Regions from separate parts of the Mus musculus genome. Here region 1 is linked to region 2. Evidence: chromatin contacts called from public HiChIP or PLAC-seq data. All regions are on one chromosome and are shown on one strand. The core of a region is the stretch at or near the end of the contact, and the rest is flanking DNA. Distances in the headings are between cores, read along the strand shown. Region 1 has its middle 56 kb from the start of Tbx4. Region 2 holds the start of Tbx4 (T-box 4).

Evidence for each region. HiChIP or PLAC-seq counts read pairs in DNA pulled down with a chosen protein or histone mark.
Region 1: a contact with region 2 is called in a CTCF HiChIP or PLAC-seq map of the NIH/3T3 cell line, with 10 read pairs. The contact joins the enhancer-like site here to the promoter of Tbx4 in region 2. A contact is called at or near these places in 1 of 15 datasets of contacts at CTCF or cohesin (the NIH/3T3 cell line), 3 of 484 Hi-C or Micro-C datasets (bone marrow-derived macrophages, granulosa cells and nephron progenitors), 5 of 115 datasets of contacts at active chromatin or transcription factors (embryonic stem cells, neural tube and pancreatic cancer cells) and 5 of 9 other capture datasets (adipose tissue, embryonic stem cells, liver and 2 more).

The regions. Positions count from the first base shown.
Region 1 is chr11:85,940,031-85,944,211 of GRCm38.p6, reverse strand. No RefSeq gene overlaps it. Among named protein-coding and RNA genes, the nearest start is that of Tbx4, 56 kb to the right of the region's middle. Within about 2 kb of position 1,826, at least 73 of the 459 cell types and tissues checked have an H3K27ac peak or open chromatin away from gene starts, as enhancers often do. A contact at or near this core is called in the NIH/3T3 cell line, where this site is marked.
Region 2 is chr11:85,884,921-85,889,213 of GRCm38.p6, reverse strand. Tbx4 (T-box 4) reads right to left here and starts at 2,847. Exons shown (of 9, transcript NM_011536.3): 1 at 2,652-2,847.

The sequences.
Region 1 (4,181 bases), core at 577-3,076, 56 kb before region 2:
GTCCACTTTGTCCAAATGTGTTTCAGTGTTTGCAGTAAATTAGCTTCTCTGTTAACTGTTGTTCAATGTTACTACTTCATTCTGGTCCTCTTGAGCTGTAGTTCCGCAATACCAGTGGTGCTACTGCCCTCTGCCTCTGAGCTGATCTCTTGGAGGTAGGATATACAATGTTCTCGGTTGTGCATCCTGCAAGATGCAAGGTGTGCCCTGACTTTCTACCTTGCATGGCACTGGCTGTCTACTTTTAATGATCTTATTTCTGGTTCTTGGTTTTTGTCTGGTTTGTTTGTTTGTTTGTTCGTTTGATTGTTTGTTTGTTTAAAAAATAACATTTATTTGGGCATGGCGCTGTGTACCCACACTGCCAACACTAGAACAGCGGAGGAGAATCTCAAATCAAAGTCGGTCTGGACTGCAGAGTGAATCTGCCTCGTGTCAGGGGAGCAGGGAGATGGGAGGAGGGAGAAAAGGCGGCAATGAAAATGAATATACAAGGTAGCAATGAAAATGAATACACATGAGAAAACAAAGACAATTTCCAATTTCTGTAGCAATGTACAAAATTCTCCATGTTACAGAAGACATGATGACCCCCGAATGACTCCATGTCTTCCTTTGAGATTCCAGCACACAAACACTGTTATTCTCCAGTTACATTCTGACCATGGCCTAAAGGATTTCTAAGATAACCTCAGAGAGAAAGGTAATCTCTAAAACTAACATTTGAGAAAACATAAAAGAAATGAAGCTCAGAAAAACTAGATATAATTTCTTTTTCAAACTAATACACTGACCTGGTATGTAGCTCAGAGAGAGACCATTCACTTAGCATGTGGGAGGCTCTGAATGAATTTAATCCTTAGAATAGAAAAAAAAAAAAAAAAAAGCTGGAGGCCGGGGGGTGAGGGGAGCTTATTTTCTGAATTCTCAGAGATAAAGAAAATGTGATATACTCTTTTTAGGTAGAGAGCCATTTTTAAAGGTATAAGAATCGGTTTTGTGGGGCTTAGGCTGTGGCTCCTTTGGTAGGGTACTTACTTAACATGCATGAAGACCACCATTTGACTCTCAGCACTGCATAAACAGGGGCATGGTGAGGACGGTGGTGCACGTCGACATACCCGGCCCTGGGGAGGGAGAGGGGGGTGAAGGCAGGAAGAGTAACAGTTCAAGTTCATTCCTCACTATATAGCAAGTTCCAGATCAACCAAGGCTGGGTAAGACCCTGTCTATAATTAATTCATGCATTTTTAGCCTAAGTCTGTACATTAAGGAGTCATCAGGCAATCAGAACTCCAGCATCCTCACCAGCCTCTGCTTGGTGCCCTGTGGAATCTGTGAATCAGTAGAGTGCCAGCCTCGGTGCCCGGGTGCTCAGTTCTAGCCTGGGCTCCCCATTTCCTCCCCTTTTGTCCTTGGCCAGGTCACTTAGCTCCTCAGAGCCATACTCTTTAAAGTAGAGATTAAACTCACCTCCCAGAGATGTTGGGATGCAATGGCTCCAACTGTAAACTGTAAAGCACCATGCAAACAAAACTGCTCTCTGCAGTCATCAGTGTCCAGTCCTCCCGTCCCTCTCCCTCTTGACTTCCCTCACGGGCAGGTCCCCAAGACCTGACCCCTTCAGCTCCTGTCCCTTCCTCTCCCCTCCCTTCAGCTCCTGCCCCATCCTGCCTCTGGTTTCCAAGAGAAAAGGGCCTTCCTCATCCAGGTCTTCCTAGGGAATGCCAAGCCTTTTGCCTAAATTGAACAGTAGTCCCATGAGGTTAGGTAGTGAGGTTTTGAATCTGGGCAGTATGACTCAGTCTCCATGCTTGGAGCCTGGCTAGCGCTGAGTAACTTTTCAGACAGCAGTCATTACAGATCTCTTTGTTGCCATGAGAGAGAAAGCTTTTGATACACACTTGCCTTCTAGAGGGACACTAACTCAGTTCCAGCCAGGAGCCATTAGTGAGCCCAGCCTGGATACTTTAGAGATGGCTGCTTCCTCCGCCACAGAAGAGCCTCAGAGGAAAAGTGCTGACTGGTCCTAGAAAGAGCATAGATCTGCAACGTGCCTTGGAAGGCTTCAGGTTCAAAGCGGCTGGGGCCCAGCCAGTCAGGGCAGCACCAGGGAGCCTGGAAACCAGAGAGGCCCCAGCAGGCTGGGCTCTGCAGCCTGGCGGGGCCTCACCCTGAGCATCTCCAGATGGGCCTGGATCTGAGCTGCCTTTTCCAGCCAGGCCACAGTGGGGCTGGGGAGGTCTGAGAAGAGAATCAGAGGCCCCAAAGCTGGACAGGAAGTTTCCTCCTGCTGCAAGGGACTTCCCCACCCCCCACTTCCCTACAGCAGGAAGCAGAAAGCTCTGCCCCCACGGGTCCTTGACATTCTAAGACGTGCAGATTGTGTCAGCATTTCCATTTTAAACCCCTAATTTCATAGGTTTACAGCTTGAGTCGTAAAAACTCACTCTGGGCTGAAGTTTGGCACCCAGTCTCTGAGCTGTTTTTAAGCTGGGCACTCAGAAAATTGATACATTTTGGTTTTTTTGTTTTTGTTTTTTGTTTTTTTAGTTTCAGACATTCTTTTTAGTTTCAGACATTCGGGGGACTTCTCTGTAAATACTCCCAAAGCTTTGTTGGGTTAAAATGAGTTTCTAAATCATTGGTGGACAACGCCACAAAGATCTGCCTCGGAAGTCTCAGTCAATGTGTTTTGAGAGAATAGTGTCTGCTCACCAGAAAGATGGATGGCTCCCCAGAAAGATGGATTCCCACTACACAAAGCCAAGGCAGTACAGACCAGCAGGACCAGTGTAATTGCAGAGCAGGGTACTTTGTAACTGGCCTGCCCCACTTCCAGGGCCTCCAGCTGCTCAGCCTTGAACCACATCTAGATTCTCAACTTCAGGCACCCTGACAGGGATGCTCAACTGATTCCAAGGCTTTTACTGTTGTTTAGTTTTCATGTGTTTTATTTTTGAGATGGAGTCTCACTATGTAGCCCCGGGCTGGGCTCAGATTCGTAATCCTCCTGATTCAGTCTCTAGAGTGCTGGGATGACAGGCATGCAACACCAAGCTTGGGCCTCTAAATCAAGTGTCACAGCTTATGTAGCCTGGACCAGTATAGACTCAAATCTCCATTTCCCTTTTTAAAAATAAAGTAGGGATAATTATCCTTTCTTGGAAGTTTAGTGTAAACAGCAAAGATTTATTCATTTACACAGCCCCTGTGCTAGACTGACGACACAGCCCCTGTGCTAGACTGACGACGGGGTTTGGTGCCAAGGTGTAAGCATCAGGGAACAAGGAGGACATTTCTGCAGTAGATAGTCAGGAAAGGATCCCGAAACACTTCAGTTAAGATTTCCACTGCTAAGCCCCGCATGGTGGCACATGTCTTTAACCCCAGCGCTTGGGAGGCAGAGGCAGGAGGATCACTGTGAATTCGAGGCCAGCCTGGTCTACAAAGTAAGCCCAGGACTGCTAGGGCCAGGGCTGATTACACGGAGAAACCTTGTTTTGGAAAAACAAAACAAAACAAAACAAAAACAAAACAAAACAACAATCCACTGCAGATCTCTGTGAGTTCAAGGCCTGCCTGGTGTACATAGTTCTACTATAAGCATAGCCAGACTGGCTTTCTCTGTGTAGCCCTGGCTGTCCTAGAATTCACTCTGTAGACCAGGCTGGCCTCAAACTCAGAGATCTGCCTGCTTCTGCCTCTTGAGTGCTGGAATTAAAGGCATTCACCAGGACTACCCTTCAAAACCCTGCCTTTTAAAAATAAAATAAAATAATATTCCCTCTAGCAACTCTCTGGCCACTGAAACCATTAAAGACTTTCAAAGCACCAGCTTACTTAAAAACAAATTGCTTATTTATTTATCTCTCTGTTTATTTATCTCTCTGTGTTCCCTCAAACTGTCCTGGACCCCTCAATACGTAGTCTATGTTGACCCTGGATTGATGCTCCTGCTGCCTTGACTTTTTGAGTACTGGAATTACATCAGTGCCACCAGACCCAACTTGGAAGAAGTCTTTTCTTCCTCCTTTTGTGTCCTCACATACAAGGCAAATGCTTAGCATGCGGCTGAACCCATTCCTCCAAGGGCCTTTGAAAATCCCAGCATAACAAGGAGCTAGTGAACGTTTAGCTATGGCAGGGTGCCTGCGGGTGTGAGAGCTGAGGGACACACA
Region 2 (4,293 bases), core at 1,598-4,097:
AGCACCAAAGGTGAACTCTAGCTTACAAGAACCAGCCAGTCCTGTATCCCTCGGGGTCCAGCCATGTACTGTTCTGCGTTTCCCTTCCCTTCCCGCCACCCTCTACTCTTCCTCCAGGATCTGGCCAAGTTTTAGTAGGTTTTGTGTATCTTGGCTAACTAAATCTCTCCCCTTTCTCCTCCCACAAGCTTTCTGTTCTACCCCAGATCTCTTTGGCTATCCCCAGACTCAGGCCTCTTGCCTACCCAGCTCACCAGCCTCTGCGCCCAGGTTTAGACTCCCAGGGCCTCCAAAGTAAACAAGCCAAGTGCAACTGAGGAGATAAAAGGGGGCCGGGGCCAGCCAGGGCTGGGAAAAGCCCATAAAGATAAGGCTGACAGCCCAGCCGGTCTCGGCCACAGCCCGCCTTGAACAAGCCAGACTCGATGGACATGGCCTGCCCCTGCACCCGCCTTGAGCCACGTGCTGGTTCCCCAGCGAGCTTCGAAAATCCAGGATTCTCACAAACGGGGACGCTGCAAGGTCCCGGCAAATGCACCGGCTTCCACCCTGTTTGGGCGCCAACCAACGCCCGCCCCAGGTGCGGAGGCTTGTGGGACCAGGAGCAGGGTCTGCCTGCTGCTCTACGGAGGTCTCCCATCACCCAGAGCCTAGCAGCGGCCTTGCAACTCTTCACCCTGCCTGCGCTGAGCGGGCTGCCCTCCTGCGCCCGCTGGCAGAGTTACTCTGCGCTTTCCTTTCCGACCATCCCTTTCCTCTGCCTATGAGCTGACCTACCACTGAGAGAAGCCCCTAGATTCCCCTTTTTTTACTTGCTCCTCTGGGCGCTCCTCTACGTCCCTGAAGGCTCCAATACTGGGATATTGGGTCCCATGCTCGCCCCCGGCCCTTCACGTCTACCCTTTGCAGAGTGGCCCGCGGGCGAGCTCCGCTGCCTCTAAGCCTAGGATGGTCGCTTTGAGCTACTTAATTTTCCGAAGGGGAACAAAAGGGCGTAGCGTTTTTCTTTTCATATTTGTTACTAGTGATTTTTTTCCTTACACTAAGGGAGTTTTTAATTTGTCTTTTTGTGTGTGTGTGTGTGCTTTGACTGTTATTATTTAAGTAAAACTCTGGTCAGTTTAGTAATTTTGTCCCTAGTTCTGGGATTATTCGTGACTTTAACACTGTAAGGGTAAAGCGGAAGGTTTGATTATCATTGTAGACTATGCTGTTGCTTTGCTGTTACTGTTTCGCCCTTCAGGGCTCCCCTGGCACATTAGTAACACTGTTACCAATATCTAGACAATTGGATGCAGTGTTCAGTTAGTCCTGGTAATCAAACATTGTTTTACATCCCATTCCTGTTCCCACTTCTAGCTCTTCAGACTATCTAAATTTTCAAACGATGTTATTTAGCTTAGTTGTAATATTACTGTCCCAGATATCTCTCAGGTTAATTTTCTTTATATCATTATAATCGTTCTTGTTATCTTACCACAATTCGTTTTGTTAGGATTGTTTATGATATTCTAGGCATCATCATTATTCATCGTATCTCCCCGTAACTCTGTCATTATTTGCCACGGTATGGATCTTAATTTGCCTGCTATTTTTTTTTTTCATCACAAATGGCTGCTTGCTACTTTGTCACCATCTGTGATACTGCCGTAGCCTTTAATATTCTGGTTATTTCTCAGCGCATTGGTATAATACTTATTACTTGGGCATTATTTACAATGTTATGACTACTAATACTTGCTCATAAATTGTCATTACTCCAGCAATCCTCATCAATGTGTCTCTACAAGCATTAAGGTTACTTGTTAATGTTCTGGTTAACATAATATTGATAGGAGATCAACAATGCATCATGTGATAGTCTCGCAATGATACCGAAGGAACTTCCCATGATATATATGTTGTTCATCTTTTCCCTAGCTCATTTCCTACAGTACTTCAGTTCAGTATTTTGCTATATCAGTATTATTTCTTATATACTATGGATAGTGACTTTACGGTTACTTTTTCTCCGTACTGAAGTTATTTTGACTTCAACCCTTTTCAAATTGTTATTACTATTTTCATTTGATTCTGAAAAAAAAAACTATTGTTCTAACAAAAATCCTAAGGATTTCATCAGTTAACGGTTTCGTTCTTTCTTTGGTAATTGTTCACATTGTGGTCATTTTGAGCTACTGTTACATTACTGTTACTTAAGTAACGGCCACTGATTTAAATCTGAGGAGCCTGTGGTATCAAACAGCCCACAGTTCTGATTACCCACATTTCTGCGTGGATTTTCAGTGTGCACCGCTAGTCCCAAGACTTTTTTTTTTCCCTTTCTTATTCTGTAAATTCGAATTTCAAGGCCACAGCTCTTGTCCTTAGAAAGCCATCTCTTAAGCGATAATACTCTTAGGTCCCTAGACCCATTTAGTCCCATTACTCTAGATTATGGGGCTTGTGCCCTTGCTACTGGGTGTCGCCGGGGCAAGTACCTGGCTACCGAGGCACGGTCGCGATCCTCCTGCGACTTTTGACTACCCCAGGCCCTTACCCTAGTTGCCCGCTATTTAGCTCATCCCTCTGGATCCTGCTGCTTAAACCTGAGCTGAATGACCCCAGCCCCGCACCCTGCTCACCGGCGACGGGCTGGAGCCCACACTCACCCTAACTGCGCCGCAGCATGCGGAGGCTCCTGCGGCCCCAGGTCTGCAACCAGCTCAGGTCCTAGAGGAACGGGACCGCAGGGAGTCTGCCTGGGCCTCTGGGTCACCGTCCGGCTGCCTGCTGCGCCCTCGGGGCCCAGCACATCCCGGGTGTAGAGCGGGCCCTTGATCTCCGAGGCTGCACTTTGGGGCCTCTGCTCCCTCCTCCTGGTCCTCCCTCCCTCCGGGGCCGCCCCCCCCTCCGTGCTGACGTCGCAGCTGTCAATCAGTTCTCGCCTGCCGCCCCCCCCCCCCGGAGAGGGGGAATTCTAGGGTCCTGGGACTCTTCGGTCCTCCCAGACCCCAAGCCTCAATTGGGCTGCGGGATTCTCAGCAGTACAAAAGGGTGTCCTCGCCTTGGTCCTAGGGCTGGGCAGGGGCCTGGAGCCCCGCATGGTTTAGATTAGAGAGGAGGGAAGAGGGGACGGGCAGCTGGGTCGCTGTGCCCTGTTCCCACTGAGGCTGGACAGCCCGGCCTACTCCTAGGCCTGGGCCTGGCTACTTGCCGGGTCACCTCCCTGCACCGGCTCTCCCACAGCCCCGCCTGCACGCAGTGGACTTAGGAGCCCTGTGACCGAGGACATATATGCCCTGTACGGCCCCTGATCACCCGTGCTTACATCTACAGCCCTGTGCCCTAGATCTGGCCAGAGGATCACGGGCTGCCGGCAGGCCTATGAGTCCATGGCAGGGGAGTGCAAGGAGGAGGTTGGATGGCTGGACCTGGCCTGATATCAGAGAGAGATGCTTAACTAGCCTCAGTGGGAGCTTGGCCCCTAACCTAGCCACAGCTGGATTTGAGGGTGCGGGAATAGCTGAACCCTTTGAGGAAACTGCAGCTGAGAGGCAGGCTTGGGCCAGGAGGTCCCCAAGATCCAACTCAATGCATACTTCAGCTTGCAGCACTGAGATGGCAGATGGTGCCTTCTGCTCGGAGCCAGAAAAAGTGAGGCCTGCTTAGTAGTCTAGACCTTGAGACTGCCTGCCTCCCTCTTGATCCACTTACCTTTCTTTTTCTTTACATCTATGTACACCTCCTACAGCCTCTGAGGTCCAGACTCCTGTGGCCTTGGCCCCATCCCTGTCTGGACTTCATAGCCTGCCACATGCCCAGGAAACTTGGTCAAGAATATACCTATCCAATCATCTCCAACGGTCCCCCAAATCTGTTAGTAGGGATCCCCGCCATTAGTTTTCAGTTCTCAGCAGGGTCCGTGTCCCTTGACCGACTGGGTCATCACCTGATCATCACCTTCCCAATCCGTTTAGGATTTGTCCTCAGAAGCAGATTGAAGGCACGCTACTACCAAGAAGATTTCCTGAAGGGACTTGCCCCCTTTTCAAAGTTGAAAGGCAAGCCAGCATCTGTATCTTCTTGGCTCAAAAAAGAAGCAAAACAGGGGTCTTGGGAAAAACAAACTGTAGAGAGTATATCTTATGTCTGTATGGACAGGACTGGGAGGAAGAGCCAGACTTAACTCCTACAACCAACCAACCAACACCCACTGCTGTTAGGAGCCAGTGGCCCAGCTTAGGAGTGGTCTATTATCATCTATGGATGCAATCCTTCCCCCCATAAGCCAGACCCTCTTGGCTCACCTTT